Linked DNA regions of Mus musculus: regions 2, 3 and 4 are each linked to region 1. The links are chromatin contacts, called in public HiCAR-type and promoter capture Hi-C maps. All regions are on one chromosome and are shown on one strand. Each heading gives the region's core, a stretch centred on a gene start, on an enhancer-like site or on the middle of the called end of the contact. The rest is flanking DNA. Distances are from core to core; before and after follow the strand shown. Region 1 holds the start of Tada2a (transcriptional adaptor 2A). Region 2 holds the start of Ska2 (spindle and kinetochore associated complex subunit 2). Region 3 holds the start of Med13 (mediator complex subunit 13). Region 4 holds the start of Brip1 (BRCA1 interacting protein C-terminal helicase 1).

Region 1 (3,344 bases), core at 470-2,969:
AGAGCACTGACTGTTCTTCCGAAGGTCCTGAGTTCAAATCCCAGCAACCACATGGTGGCTCACAACCACCCATAATGAGATCTGACGCCCTCTCCTGGTGCATCTGAAGACAGCTACAGTGTACTCACATATAATAAAATAAAATAAATAAATCTTAAAAAAAAAAGAAACCCTGTCTCAGGGGGTGGGGGACAAACAAACAAACAAAACAAAAGGCTAATTCACCTTCATTTCTCCTGAAATAGATTTTTCTTTTTTTTTTTCCTTAAGATTTATTTATTTATTATCTGTAAGTACACTGTAGCTGCCTTCAGACACTCCAGAAGAGGGCGCTTGCTACGGATGGTCGTGAGCCACCACGTGGTTGCTGGGAATTGAACTCAGGACCTTCTGAAGAGCAGTCAGTGGTCTTAACCTCTGAGCCATCTCTCCAGCCCCCCCCCCTTTTGTTTTTAAAGATTTATTTATTTTATTTATATGAGTACATTGTAGCTGTCCTTAGACCCACCAGAAGGCATCAGATCCCATTACAGATGGCTGTGAGCCACCGTGTGGTTGCTGGGATTTGAACTCGGAACCTCTGGAAGCGCAGCCAGTGCTCTTAACCGCTGAGCCATCTCTCCAACCAAAATAGGTTTTTCACGTTGACATTTTTAGCTTGGGGACTGACATACAAAGTATATGCAATGCTTAGATAAGAAGGCTGAGGGTCAAACTTTAGGCTATTTTGGGTAGGGGTGAGTTTTTACTCTATTTCCAAGAAAAATGATCTTTGAAGAACGTTGTGGCTCAGTAGTTCAGTTGTAGGGTGTTTTAGCAAGGATGCTTTATATTCACACTCCAGCATCCATTGAGCAAACAAACCCAGTACTCCAGAGGTACAGACAGTACGATCAGTTCATGGAAACTCTTGGCTACATTAAGTTCAAGGTTAGCCCAAGATACATGAGGCTGACTAAAAAAAAAAATTAATTAAAAAAAAAATTAACAAAGGCATATGTCAGGTACTAAATGTAATCTTAGTACGGGGACTATATCTTGGAATCCTAACAATCTCCTGACATAGGCTGTTTTCCCCAAGAAAATGAAGCGCTAAAGATTGGGGTATTTGCACAATGTTTTTACAGCCTGGTGAACAGCAGGGCTCTATCAAGACCTTTACAGTGGCAAAGATTCTACAGTACGTTCTGACAAACACTTCACATTGCAAAGCACAATGCTGCAGAAAGCAAAATCCTCCTTCCTCTCCTTCCTTAGAAGACCACGCAGTGACACTAACATCCTTGAGAGATGGGCTACATTTAAATTAATTACAAGAGGGATCAGGGAAGGCATGGAGGGGCAGGATCCCATGAGCACAGGGGAGCCGCGGGCTTGGCAGTTGTGCAGTTAACATCCTTAGAGCTGCACGGTCTTGGGCAGGTCACTGTAGCCGGGCCTCGACCGCAAAACAGTGCTAAACACTGGGGCGCGGAGACCCACGTGGGGGTTCGGCGGGTCAGGTGGGCCGGGGCCGTGCTCCACCGCCCAGCCGGGAATACGGAGCTGCGGCACCGCCAGCCGCCGGGGGGAGGGGCTCGGGACTCGCCCGGCCGCGCCAACCTCCCCCGCCGCGTGGCCCCGCCGCGCCAGCCGGCACCTCGTGACCCCGCGTGCCCTCGCTCCCGCCGCTCGGCCCCGCGCCTCACCTCGCCACGTCCCGCACCTCGGCGCCGAAGAGCCCGCCGCTGCGCGCGCTGTGCAGACTCTGCGTGCGCGCCGCGGCCTGCGTGCGCGGCCTCGACTCACGTGCGCGGTCCCGTGCCGCGAGCACGCCGAGGCGGTCCCGCCTCCTCCAGTCTGGCAGCGGGCGGGTCCCGGTGGCGCCGCCCCGGGATGGGGAGCGTGGTACCTGGCTGCTAGTCGGTGGGCTCTGAAGTCTGACCTGCTGTCACTTTCTCCGTCGCCACAAGCGGCCCGGTGGCATGTGCTAAGGCGGCTTCCGCTGTTTCAGTCTAGATTTTTTTCTTAACAGTCCCATTCCAATTCTTTTGCAAGCAAAGAAACTGAGGCTGCCCAGGCTCTGGACTGGAGGATGACGAGCCCCGGGCGCATCATGCCACTCATGGATTACCCGGACTGAATGACTTGAGGGGTGAAGAGGGTCCTTTTTATTCTGATGCTTCTGGGACGTCGAAATTGCCTTCTCTGGAAAGACCCATCCCCTGCCTGGGCTTCAGAGGCCCACATGGAAACGCAGTGATGATGTGGTGGTCCACTCTGATGTCACTCTTGAGGGCTAGGTATGTCCCAACATCTCTTATTACTAATAGTATAGATTCTTATAAGAGCTTCCATTTGTGGAGTCCTTCAATACTGCATGCCAGGCATTGTACAAAGCGGGTTACACATAAGGGTTCGTCTAAAACAACTTTCTGAGGGAGGCACTGTTACTGTCCTCATGGTCCAGCATTGAAATATATAACTTAGGATCACAGTGCTACCAAGTGTTGGGGAAGAGCTCTATTCCAACCCATGGCTTGATCTTAACTATTATGCTGTATATCTATTTAAAAATCTGTTTCATAGATTTGCCCAATTTCTGTTGGAATTCATTTATACGATATCTGCCCGTGTGGCATCTTGATTTGTTTTTTGGTACACAGGTAATATAAGTCTATTGTTAAAATAAAAATAAAATCTGCAGCTGGGTGCAATTAGTGGCTCACATCTGTGATCTCAACACTTGGAGAGTGCAGGACAATTGCTTTGAGATTGAGATCAATCTGGGCTACAGAGTAAGAGATCTGTCTCAAAAAAAAAAAGAGTAGTAAAGAAAAAACATTAAAAATTCACATGTGAAAGTCATCCCCACCACGTTAAATAAACAGTTGATGCTATAGAGTACTTCACATTTACTGACTCTCCAAATCCATTCATTTCACAAAAGCACAACGAACAGCCACTTCCCTGGGTGCTGAGAATTTGGTAGTGAGCGAAGTATATGCTCTTGCACATAAGGTTTGTGTATTTTATATATAAGCAATAAAATATAAGTATGTTGCATATTAATATATAAGTAACAAATATTTTTAAATGCCTCATAATGTGGTTTTATGGGAAATAAATCAGGATCCAGATATAACAGTGATAGATTTTCTTTTAGTCAGGATAGGGAAGAAAGGCTTCCTAGCAGACATAACACACAAGAGGAAATCCAATTATTGAATGAGAAACAGAAGCTTCCAGATTTCTAGAGAGAACCATAGATGAGACTCAGCAGGTACGGTGGCCCTGGTGCGTGGCTTTGATAGGCATGGAGAAGAAGAAGCAAGAAGGTCAGAGTGGCTGGAGCAGATCCAAGT
Region 2 (3,344 bases), core at 232-2,731, 3.0 Mb after region 1:
TGTCTCAGAACAATATAATTAGTCTTCTTCATGAGTTGACACTGCTGGTTCTTTAAGAACTCCATCAGTTATATGGAAAGGTCTTTGGCCAGGGGCACTTCTAAAACTGTAGCAGCAGCATAAGTGACAGATTTACTTCATCATCACTATTCTAAAACACATGTTTTACATCCCCCTCTAGTCAATTTAATTTCCATCATCAGTTTAGTTGGTTTGCCTTGAATGCTGAAGCATGATCTCTGCCATTGTCCTATAGTCAATTTTGTTTTAAGTCGTGAAGCATTGCTATCCCCAACCCCACCCGGTTCTTCCCTGTGTCTTTCTCAGAGTGACCACAGGTCCTTAGTCTTACCCAGCACACTACTAGACACACAGTAAAAGGGGTATACTTTTAAAGTAGATGTCAGAAGTCATTTTGCATCATGGAACACTGTAAAATTACCTGACATAAAATACTTCTCCATAAACGTAAATGCGCTGAAGAATGGCTGGGGAGAGCATCTGGTTAAATAAACATTGTGATAGGAAATTTGGGTAGATTCCTATAATTTGCATTTTTCGCTAGCGCCCAGAGAAGCCAATTACCGCCAGTCGGTGGGCCCCCTTTGAGAAGCAAAAAGTTACGACAAAGACTGAGCAAAAAGGCAATCACTTCAAACTATATATTGCAGTGTTAAATAAAAAATGTGTCTCAGATGTTGCCAGCGGAGCTCTTCTCCTGCCCGAAACCTTTCCTTTTCTGCTCCATCTCCCTTCCCTGTCCAGCTCAAGACCCCACCTCCATAAGAACCCAGTCATCAACAGTTCGAGTAACGGAAGACGGGACCAGGTAACAAAGAGAAAAAACGTCGTTGCACTTACTAGTCTAAGAGCCTGGGGATTAGACGAAGTTCGGGCCTAAGCCTCTTCCACACCATAAAGAAAATTTCAAAATTAAATCTTTGCCGACGAGCGACCAATCGTAGACGTGGTCTCTACAGGGTTCGTTGTCTTGAAAGGATCAAAGCACAGCTTGGACTACGATTGGCCAAAAGAGCATCACATCCTGGCCAATCGGAACTGAGGCGCTTCTTGTATGAATAAGGAAAGGCGGGCGAGAAGGGGCGGGGAAGCCGGAGAGAAAAGGAGGTGTGTCACGTCGCCTAGGCCCGCAGTGGAAGCTTTTATGTCATTGGCTGCTGCTGCTTCCGAGTACACCAATCGCAAACTCTTTTCCAAGTATGAACTTGAAAGTAGGGACCATAAGGCAGCCAATGGAAAAATTCATATATTCAGCAGCCAATCCCCCTGCGGCGTTTTGTGTCTTTGTCCAACAGGAAAGTGCGTTTTATAACGAGGGGCGTTACCCAGGCGCCAATGGGCGGGCGCCGATGGAACGTACTAGCCAATGAGCGCAAGACGTTGAGTGACAGCTGTCCAATGGAGGGCCTCAGTGCTAGCACGGCTTACAGCTTAAGCGCCTCAGCGGTCTGAGGAATGTCAACTATTCAATATGGAGGCGGAGGTCGATAAGCTGGAACTGATGGTGAGTGGAGAGTGAAGGAAACCTACTGGGTAATTAATGTGCTCCACCGATGGCCTAGAAGGTGAAGCGCATTTTAGAGTCTCCTGAAACTGGGTTGTGGAAGCTGGAACCTGAATTGAGTTCCTTCTTTCTGCACCTACGGGAGCTACCGCCGCCTTGGTCTCTTAACCGCCGCGGGGGAAGGGGTTACATCCGGGGAACTCGTGAGGGAAATGGCGGGAGATGTTGAGGGTGTGGGGCCTTTGTAATTCCCTGGTCCTGGTTTTCTCCTTCATCGGCTCCAGGAGCCGCGCCCGGCACAGATACCGCCTCACGAATTTCTACCTTCCTTGCCCAAGCGTGACTGGAACGGTCTTTAATAGCTCGGAGGAGGAGAGAGGTCGTTTACGTCTCCCGAAAAGGGGGATGGAGGATGAGGTGGGGCAGAAGTCTAGGGGCGCGGAGAAATTCAAGTCCACCATGCACCTACTCGCAGGCGAGCTGGGACAGTCTGAAAGAAGATGCTAGACTTGCACGAGAAACTTGCCCGCGGTTCCGCAGACTGGGCTCTTTGCGGCTTGGGAGAGGAGCCGCCGCGGGGACCGAGCCTGGAGCTCCTTCCCGGGGCGCGAGCGGCGTTGCCCCAGGCCCGGCTTTCTGCTTCCTAGATGCTCAATTCCTTTCCTCTGTGCAAGGAGAACCCTGGACGAAGGCCCTCAGCGGCTGCGGGCAAGGCTGGAGTGCACTGAGCGTCCAGCCGAGTGGCCTTGTCATTCTCCATCAGTGTTCTCTTTATTCCCGCCCTCCCATCCTTCCACTGCCCGCTAGATCGCCGCGCCTTTTTTCTTAGTTTTCTTGTTCTGTCTTCAGACTTCTTTTTGCATGATCACTTTTCTTCCAGATTGATCATCGGACCACCAGCCCCCTTTTAAAAAAATACCAAGATTAATATTAAAAAGTAAAACACTCCATCTGCAGTCTGCCCTTTTTCCCTCTGCGTAGGTATCCGTTGTGTCTGAGCCACTCTCTCCAAGGAAAATCTTGAGTTTGTAACTTCTGCTTTGGAATAGACTTTGGGGTGATCCTGGAAGATAGCGAGTACCACCCCGACTTCCCCATTCCCACACCAGAAGGTGTGAGGCCTCAGTTTCTTTTCTCTTGGGTTAATTAATTCAGGTGTTTCAAACACATTTTATTAGAAAGATTTCCAGTCTTGTTTAACATTGTATTTTAAAACTTTCTTTGTGGAGGGAGTGTGGGGATGGGGGCGGGGGTGGGGGGAGAGAAGAGGAGAAGAATTTTCTGCTGCTTTCCAAATCTTGAAAAAATGAATATTTGACTTAAGAATTTTTCGTGTGTGGGTGTGTGATTACCATCTTAAAATACGCACAAAATGTTAAATATTGTGGTTAGAGTCTATCAAACAACCTGCATGTAAATTCTCTTGTTCCTCTCCCATAGTATGAATTCCTTGCACTGGAATAGGTGGAGATATTTTTACTTGTTAGAGGCTAATTCTGTGTTTTTAACGGGTTGCTTTTTGTAATTGGTGGATCAAGTTCTGAGCTTTATCTAACCCTTCCATTGCAATCAATTCTCAAACTTTTAAAAAATATTGAGCAAATTATCTTAAAGAAAATACAAGTTAAACATCCTGTTAAAGGTAAGTTTTAGGAAGTTATGAGGTTGTTGAACTTTAACATATTTTAGATACTGTATAAATTATGGTCTAGCTTTAACATTTCTTTTTTCAGAGGATCAAAGGAAAACAGCTTTTCCCTTTGTAACATAACCTGAAGTACATTGATGGTAGTAGCATTTACAATTTTCAAGTTACTGA
Region 3 (3,344 bases), core at 460-2,959, 2.2 Mb after region 1:
CAGTAAGTCTAGCCTCCTCCTCTGTCCTACAGTCCTCTCTGTCAGTCACATTTGATCCTTGGTGAACTGGAAAGTAAAGACTCTCATTCCAGGTTTGTAAGAAGTCATGGCTCTAATACGAAAACCATCTGAATTTTTTTTTTCTTAAGGAAAAAAAAAAAAAGCCTGTTAATTCTCCACAAGCACACAGCTCCAAGGAAAGAACCACTTCCAAAGAGCTGTCAGATTTGTGCTAATCTAGCTTCAAAAAAAAAAAAAAAAAAAAAAACCCAAAGTGCCAAAAATAGATCCAGTTGGGGAAGACAGAAACGTTAAACCTGCTGTACATCTTACTACATGTGACGAGATGCTGATTAATGGACATGTCAAGAAAACCAGTCTAATCTGTAAGACGTAAGTGTGCTGAAGATCCCCATTTACCACATCGTGAAAGAGATTCAACAAAGGAAATTCAGTAATTCCTTATTCTAACTTAGTGACAGAAAGCATAAGGTGCCAAAAATGAAACTGCTGATACATGACTGGCAGTTTATGCTTGCCAACTAGTTATGCTCCACCCACTTAATTCACTTACCTATGATAGACTTAATATTTCTCAGAGCACACGAAAAATGAAAAAAGTCACTCTAACTTAGTCATTCAGGAAGCTCGGCTATCGTTTAATTCAGGACTAGATATTTGCAACAGTTGGTACTTTTGACAAAAGTCTTAACTCTTGAGTGTTATCCGATTTGGGCCGACCTACATACACGTACTAGAACATCCCTAATTCCAGCTGCCCCAGACTTTTCAGTTCAATAAAAGGAACAGCCAGCTCAAAACATTCTTAAAACGTAAGCAAAACAGACAAATATAGAACGTTTAGTGCGAAACCACAGTACCTCCTCCACTTGCCCCTCCACTCTCACAAAAACATAATGTTCTAATAAAAGCAAGATGGCTAGAAATTGTCAAAATGGCAAAATGTTTTCAAAGTTTAAAAAGAAAACATATGAACCGGCACACACTGTTTTTACACAAAGATCTGAAGTCACCCATAAGGACACTACCCCTGTATTAGTTTAACTTACAAAACGAAGAGGGTTTTAATACGTAAGTTTTTGGGGGGGTCCTGTTTAAGAGAAGCCCACTTACAAGGGAAAAGCGAGCTTAAAGGCAGTCGAGCAGGGGCAATCGTGGAAAGTGTGGAAAAGGGATACACTGTTCGATACAAGGGGCGGGGGGCGGGGAGGCGGGGAAGCAAGAAGCACACAAGAAAATATTACTATCCGGGCAGATAAGCAGCCCAAGTTAAGGAAAAGACTAGGATGGGGAAAAGAGTCCAAAACAAGACAGGAGGAGGAGAAAGACCGAGGGGGTGGGGGGAAAGACAAGCCTCTTCCCAGCAGAGCCCCGGTCGGTAGGTGAGCGGACGCTGCCTCCCGGGGCGGCCGCAGAGCCTCGGAGGAGGCCGACTCCGGCGGGGCCTAGCCGGGGGACACCGGCATCTGGATGCGACCCAGACCCCCTCCCCCACGGCCCAAGGGCGCACGGCGCGGCCCCCTCCCCCACCGCCCGCGGCCCCCGCACTCACCAGGCAGAAGAGGTTACAGTGACAATCTTCCAGGCTGGCCCCGTTCGACACGAAGGAGGAACTCATCGTCCCTCACAGCAGCCGCCGCCGGCGCCACAACCCACCATCCGCCATTACCGCCGCCTCCGACCAGAGAGAGAAACACAGACACCGGGGAGGGCGGGGGGCGGTGGGGAGGAGGCCGCCGGGCCGCCCGCCCTCCCCGCCGCCCCCCGGCGCCGCCGCGGCCCCCGCCGCCCGGAGGCACCCAGCCGCCCGGGGCCGAGGCCGCAGGCGGGAGGGCCGCGCCGCGCTCGGCCGGCCGCCGGGACTGCGGAGCCCGCGGACGCGCGTCCCTCTCCGGAGAGGAGGGGAAGGGATGTCTGTCCCTTCCACCAGAAAAATAAAAAAAGATTTAAAAGAAGAAAAGAGAAAAAAAAACGAAAAACAAAAAAATAATAATAACAATCAGGTACACGATAAATAGTCAGAGCCCGAGTCCGAGCGGGCCGAGCCCAGAAGCCCGGGAGGGTTCTCCGCGGCCCGGGGACGCCCGCGGAGGGGCGGGAAGGGCGAGGACCGGCAGAGCACCCCGGGCCCCCGGCCCGGCAGCGGCGATGTCCTTAAGCCCAGAGTCTCCTCAGCGGCGGAGGTGGTGGCGGCGTCTGTGGGCTCAGTCCATTCTCCGGCTGTGTCCTCGTGTTGTCCCTGGGCCAAGCCTGCCTAACGTCTGCTCTCCTGCCGCCTCACCGCCTGGACGCCGTAGTCTCCCCCATTTTGTGGGCCCAGCGGGCGGTGTTTTTCCCCCTTTAATCCGAATTCACGGGTTTTCCCTTCGCTTTAATGGCGGCCACAGGGACCAGCTCGCCCTCTCTGCTCGCCCATTGGCCGCCGCGAGGTCACGTGGGCCGGGCTCCGTAGGGAGGGGGGAGAGAGAAGGCGGTGAGGGAGGGCAGGGAAGCTTTCGGAGCCCCGGGGACCGGGCGGCCAGCTGGTGGCTACTAACATGGCGCCATCTGCTGGATGCCCCGGTTAAGATGACCCGAGTCTTGGCCCTAGCTTTCTGCTGGCTGGGGAAAGTGCAGCAGCGCAGGAAGGTTCACTTCAAAATCGAGAATTACTTGGAAATCAGTTCAAATTCTTTGGAAGAGAAAGTTGGCAAAAAAAAAAAAAAAAGAGAGAGAGAGAGAGAAAAAGAAAAAAGAAAAGAAAAAGAAAGACGTTCCAATGCATTCTCATTCACTCCATAAGGCCGCCGGGGTACATCGCAGAACTCTAGGGCTAAAGAATGAGAGCTGGATAGACACCAGCCTCGCCCTCTCTTTTTAAGTTATAATAAAGAGGTAAAAAAAATGAAACGATATGGTCTTGTGGTTAATGAACTAGAAATAAAGTCCTGCTGTTCAGGATTCGAAGCTGGAGCCAGTCTTTTACCTCTTTGTGACTCAGTTTCCTCATCTGTAAAATGAGGAAAACAAATGTTATGTTTGTTATATGATGCATGAATACAACCTGAGCACTAGCCTCGTGCCTGCGCCCGATAAGCAGTGTAAGGCATGCATTACTATACTTCCATCCTTCCTTTCTGTGGTTACTTTGAGAAACACGTGAACTCTGAGAGTGAGAATCAGGAGAACTGACCCTTTGTTGCTATAGCTGTCCAGTGCCTTAAAATGTTCTAGCACACAGTAGGTACTTGATATTTGAAAACTTAGAAATGAATAAGAAAAACCATGTATGATGTTAAATCCCTTCCCAAACAATTATTCTGGGCTGGATTACTCTTCAGTGA
Region 4 (3,344 bases), core at 431-2,930, 2.1 Mb after region 1:
TACATGGCAGATGAAACACAAGCTCCTATAACAAGTTTGATTACATATATTCAACTTATAGATACAACAGATTTCTGAAGCAGCTCTGCTATTCCATAGCCTCACTGTTTCCTCTTATTCTGTACATTCCTGTTTGCCCTTTTCACACTCTCCCAGTTAGAAGGAAAAGGCAGATGAATGGGCAGGAAGCACAGGTTGTATCTATGACTTAACATTTTTCACCTGTAAGTCTAAAATTCTTTTCTGCAATAATATCTAACTTTAAAAATTGTTGTAAGGGAGAAAGTATCTTTCCACAGAAATTCACTTAATTTTTTTTAAATCATCTTTTAGTTTACTGGGGGAGGAGAACCCGCATGGCATGACACGTGTGTGGAAGTGAGAAGACAGTGTTCTGGAGACAGAATAGGTTCCCTCCTCTCACCATGTGGGTCTCAGGAATTAAACACTGCTAGCTCGGTTGAGTCCTTTACCTGCTGAGTCAGCTCAGTAATTCTGAAATCAGGAGATTATAATTGAAACAAAATAGATTTAAATCCCACTGTTTGCATCACCTAACCTCCCAGACACTTTTATTGACTGAAGAATTTCGACAGTGGTGAGAAAATCTGGTAAACTCAGTCTGTGAATGGAGATGGTTAAGACAGAAGGTACAACAGGTCATGAAGTCAATAACTTTAACCACAGCTTCTGTGCTCCAAAAAACCCACCACTCTTAAGTTATTTTTCATTTCTAAATATTGTTCTGTCAGACAAGACCTGCATAAAATCAAGCCAAGGAGACCTGTCAACATCCCATCAGGCAGTACTAATTGGACTCATTGGGTGGGAGGGGCGTGTGAAGGGGTCCCGAAGCAGTGTGAAGGATGTACTGGGGATAGGTCAAGATACTTTGTATATATGCATAAACTATCAAAGAATAAATAAAAGATATTGTTAGAAAAAGTATCCAATCACTGATTTTTATCTGTAAACCTCTGAGGTTTAATGGACTCTAACAGCTTATTCTGAAGCAAAAACTCAATATTGTGTTACTAAAATTAATCGAGATGGCAATCTATGCCTGAAGCTGTGGCAACATTCCTCTCAAAACTCATCAGACAATCACACTTCCGGATGTGGTGGCGCAATTCTTCTGGCCCCCAACAATCTCTGGTGGATCTCTGTACGATCGATCGAGGGCAGCCAGGTCTGCACTCCGAGTTCCAGCCCAGCCAGAGCTGGAGGGTGAGACCCTGTCTCTTTAAGAGAAGGGGGGGGGGGGGGCGGGTTAACAAATCTGTAGCCCTTCCAGAAGTACCGCGGAAGCTGGGGCTACCTCCAGCCTGCGTTCACAGAATGTAAGGACAGGCTCCCTGGCCCTCAGCTTTCCTTCCCCAAGCTCCTAGTTCTCACATGTCCACGGGGAGCCACACCATAGAGCCCGAGAGCCCGCCGGCGCCAGCCTGCAGGAGCCCGTCCCCTCCCCGCGCCCTCCTTTCCATTTGCCCACGGCTGGCTCCCGCTCCCAGAGAAAAGGAACGGCTGACGTTTGACAGAAGGCAACGCGGAGCCGACCTACAAGGAAAGCTCGCGAGTACGAAAGTCCTCCCTCACCGGCTGTTCCGACGCTGCCAGGTACCAAGGTACAGCCACTCCTCCCTCTCCAGGCTGCACTCCGCAGCGCCACACAGATGAATTCGCGCCTCCCGCCCCTCGGTTCCCAGTCAGCCAATCACACAGCCAGACCGGAAAAGGAAACAGCCAATCATCGTACGAGGCCAACGCTATACCGCCCAATGGGAGCCCGCGAAGTAAAATCAACCCTCGAGTACTTGGCGGGACCGGAAGACGAGCACCGCCCCTCCCCCAAACCCCACCCCGCGAAAAAGACTGGGACAAGTTCCGCACATTTGCTTGAAGGAAAAAAAAAAATTCTTGTACTGTGAGACTTTAAGAAGCACAAAATGGGCGTTAGACGGGTCTTACATTTGGTGCATTGACCGGGAATCGTCCTGCTGGCGGGTCCAGTGACAGGAGACCGGAGGATTGTTCGAGCAGGTACCGCGGCTGTGTCTCTTTGTGTCCGCCCTTGGCGTGCGTCTATTCCGCGCGTCTATTCCGTCTGTTCCCTCTATTTTGAGTCGGCTGCAAGTCAGTTTGGTTTCGGTTTGCAAAGGAGTTGTCTGCCGGGGGTTGCCAGAAGCGACCTTAACGCTGCGGTAACGAAGAGTCCTGGAGGACGCTCCAGACTCTCAGAGTGGGAAGTCGGATCCGATCCGCGAGATCCGGGAGGGCTCGACTTCATCTGGGGGTCAGTGGCAAAGAGACCACTACCAAGTTATTCAGTGTATCTTCTGTGGCGCTCGTGGCAGGGGCGCGTTGGTATTTTACTTTCTGTTTTTCTTTTTGTGTGTGGACTGGGACTGACGTTATTTTTGGACAGAATGGGACACTGACCTTCCACCCCTCCGAGTTTTACTCTAGAACATTGGAGGGAGGTTAAGACTAGAGCTCACAATCTCTCAGTAAATGTGAAGAAAAATAAATGGTTTACTTTTTGCTCGTCAGAGTGGCCCACCTTTCAGATTGGATGGCCTCCTGAGGGTTCTTTCTCACTGCCTCTTATATTGTCCGTCAAGAGGTGCATTTTTGGTGCTGGCTCGAAGAGCCACCCTAATCAGGTCCCATATATCATAGTGTGGGAAGATTTAGTCACCGATCCCCCTCCTTGTGTTCGCCCGGTTCCTCTTCAGGACCAATGGCTGTGCCAATCTTCGCCCTTCAGGATAGGCCCAAGAAAGATGTTCTCCCCACCACGGATACTGATCTTCTTCTTTATCTCCCTCCCCTTTATCCTCTCTCTCTCTCTCTCTCTCTCTCTCTCTCTCTCTCTCTCTCTCTCTCTCTCTCCTCATGCAGCTCAAGCTGCAGGGCCTTTGGCCCCGCCCATTCCGCCTGGAGAATCAGGGGGACTCGCCATCCTCCTCCCTCCCCAGGTCAGAGGGACCTGCTCAGGAGACTCAGAGACAGTGGAGGCAACTCCTGAGGGTGCCCATATTCTGCCCCTCCCGGCCTATGGTCCCCGGATGAACAAGGTCATCAGCCTTTCAGTATTGGCCGTTTTCCTCCAATGACTTATATAACTGGAAAACTCATAACCCCTCATTTTCTGAGAATCCACAAGGTCTAATTAACTTAATTGAATCACTTCTCCCATCAGCCCACATGGGAAGATAGTCAGCAACTGCTTCAGGTTCTCTTTACCACAGAGGAAAAGCAGCGAATCCTTGAGGCTAGGATACATGTCCCGGGGTCAGGTGGGCGCCCTTCCCTCCTGCCAGGGAATATTGATGCAGGCTTCC

Evidence for each region. Promoter capture Hi-C pulls out the DNA fragments that hold promoters and counts their contacts. HiCAR-type assays count read pairs that join an accessible place to other places.
Region 2: a contact with region 1 is called in a promoter capture Hi-C map of liver, with 4 times the contacts expected there. The contact joins the promoter of Ska2 here to the promoter of Tada2a in region 1.
Region 3: a contact with region 1 is called in a HiCAR-type map of astrocytes, with 4 times the contacts expected there. The contact joins the promoter of Med13 here to the promoter of Tada2a in region 1. A contact is called at or near these places in 1 of 39 promoter capture datasets (hippocampal neurons) and 1 of 115 datasets of contacts at active chromatin or transcription factors (astrocytes).
Region 4: a promoter capture Hi-C map of hippocampal neurons shows a contact between it and region 1, with 2.8 times the contacts expected there. The contact joins the promoter of Brip1 here to the promoter of Tada2a in region 1.

Annotation. Positions count from the first base shown.
Region 1 is chr11:84,127,849-84,131,192 of GRCm38.p6, forward strand. Tada2a (transcriptional adaptor 2A) reads right to left here and starts at 1,720. Exons shown (of 16, transcript NM_172562.3): 1 at 1,689-1,720. It also overlaps a transcript of Acaca not described here.
Region 2 is chr11:87,107,780-87,111,123 of GRCm38.p6, forward strand. Ska2 (spindle and kinetochore associated complex subunit 2) reads left to right here and starts at 1,482. Exons shown (of 4, transcript NM_025377.3): 1 at 1,482-1,525. The coding sequence starts at 1,493. It overlaps Prr11 (proline rich 11), which reads right to left and starts at 935. Exons shown (of 10, transcript NM_175563.5): 1 at 862-935.
Region 3 is chr11:86,355,887-86,359,230 of GRCm38.p6, forward strand. It overlaps Med13 (mediator complex subunit 13), which reads right to left and starts at 1,710. Exons shown (of 30, transcript NM_001080931.2): 1 at 1,574-1,710. The coding sequence starts at 1,639.
Region 4 is chr11:86,199,513-86,202,856 of GRCm38.p6, forward strand. It overlaps Brip1 (BRCA1 interacting protein C-terminal helicase 1), which reads right to left and starts at 1,681. Exons shown (of 20, transcript NM_178309.2): 1 at 1,597-1,681. Brip1os (BRCA1 interacting protein C-terminal helicase 1, opposite strand) reads left to right here and starts at 1,848. Exons shown (of 7, transcript NR_130959.1): 1 at 1,848-2,040.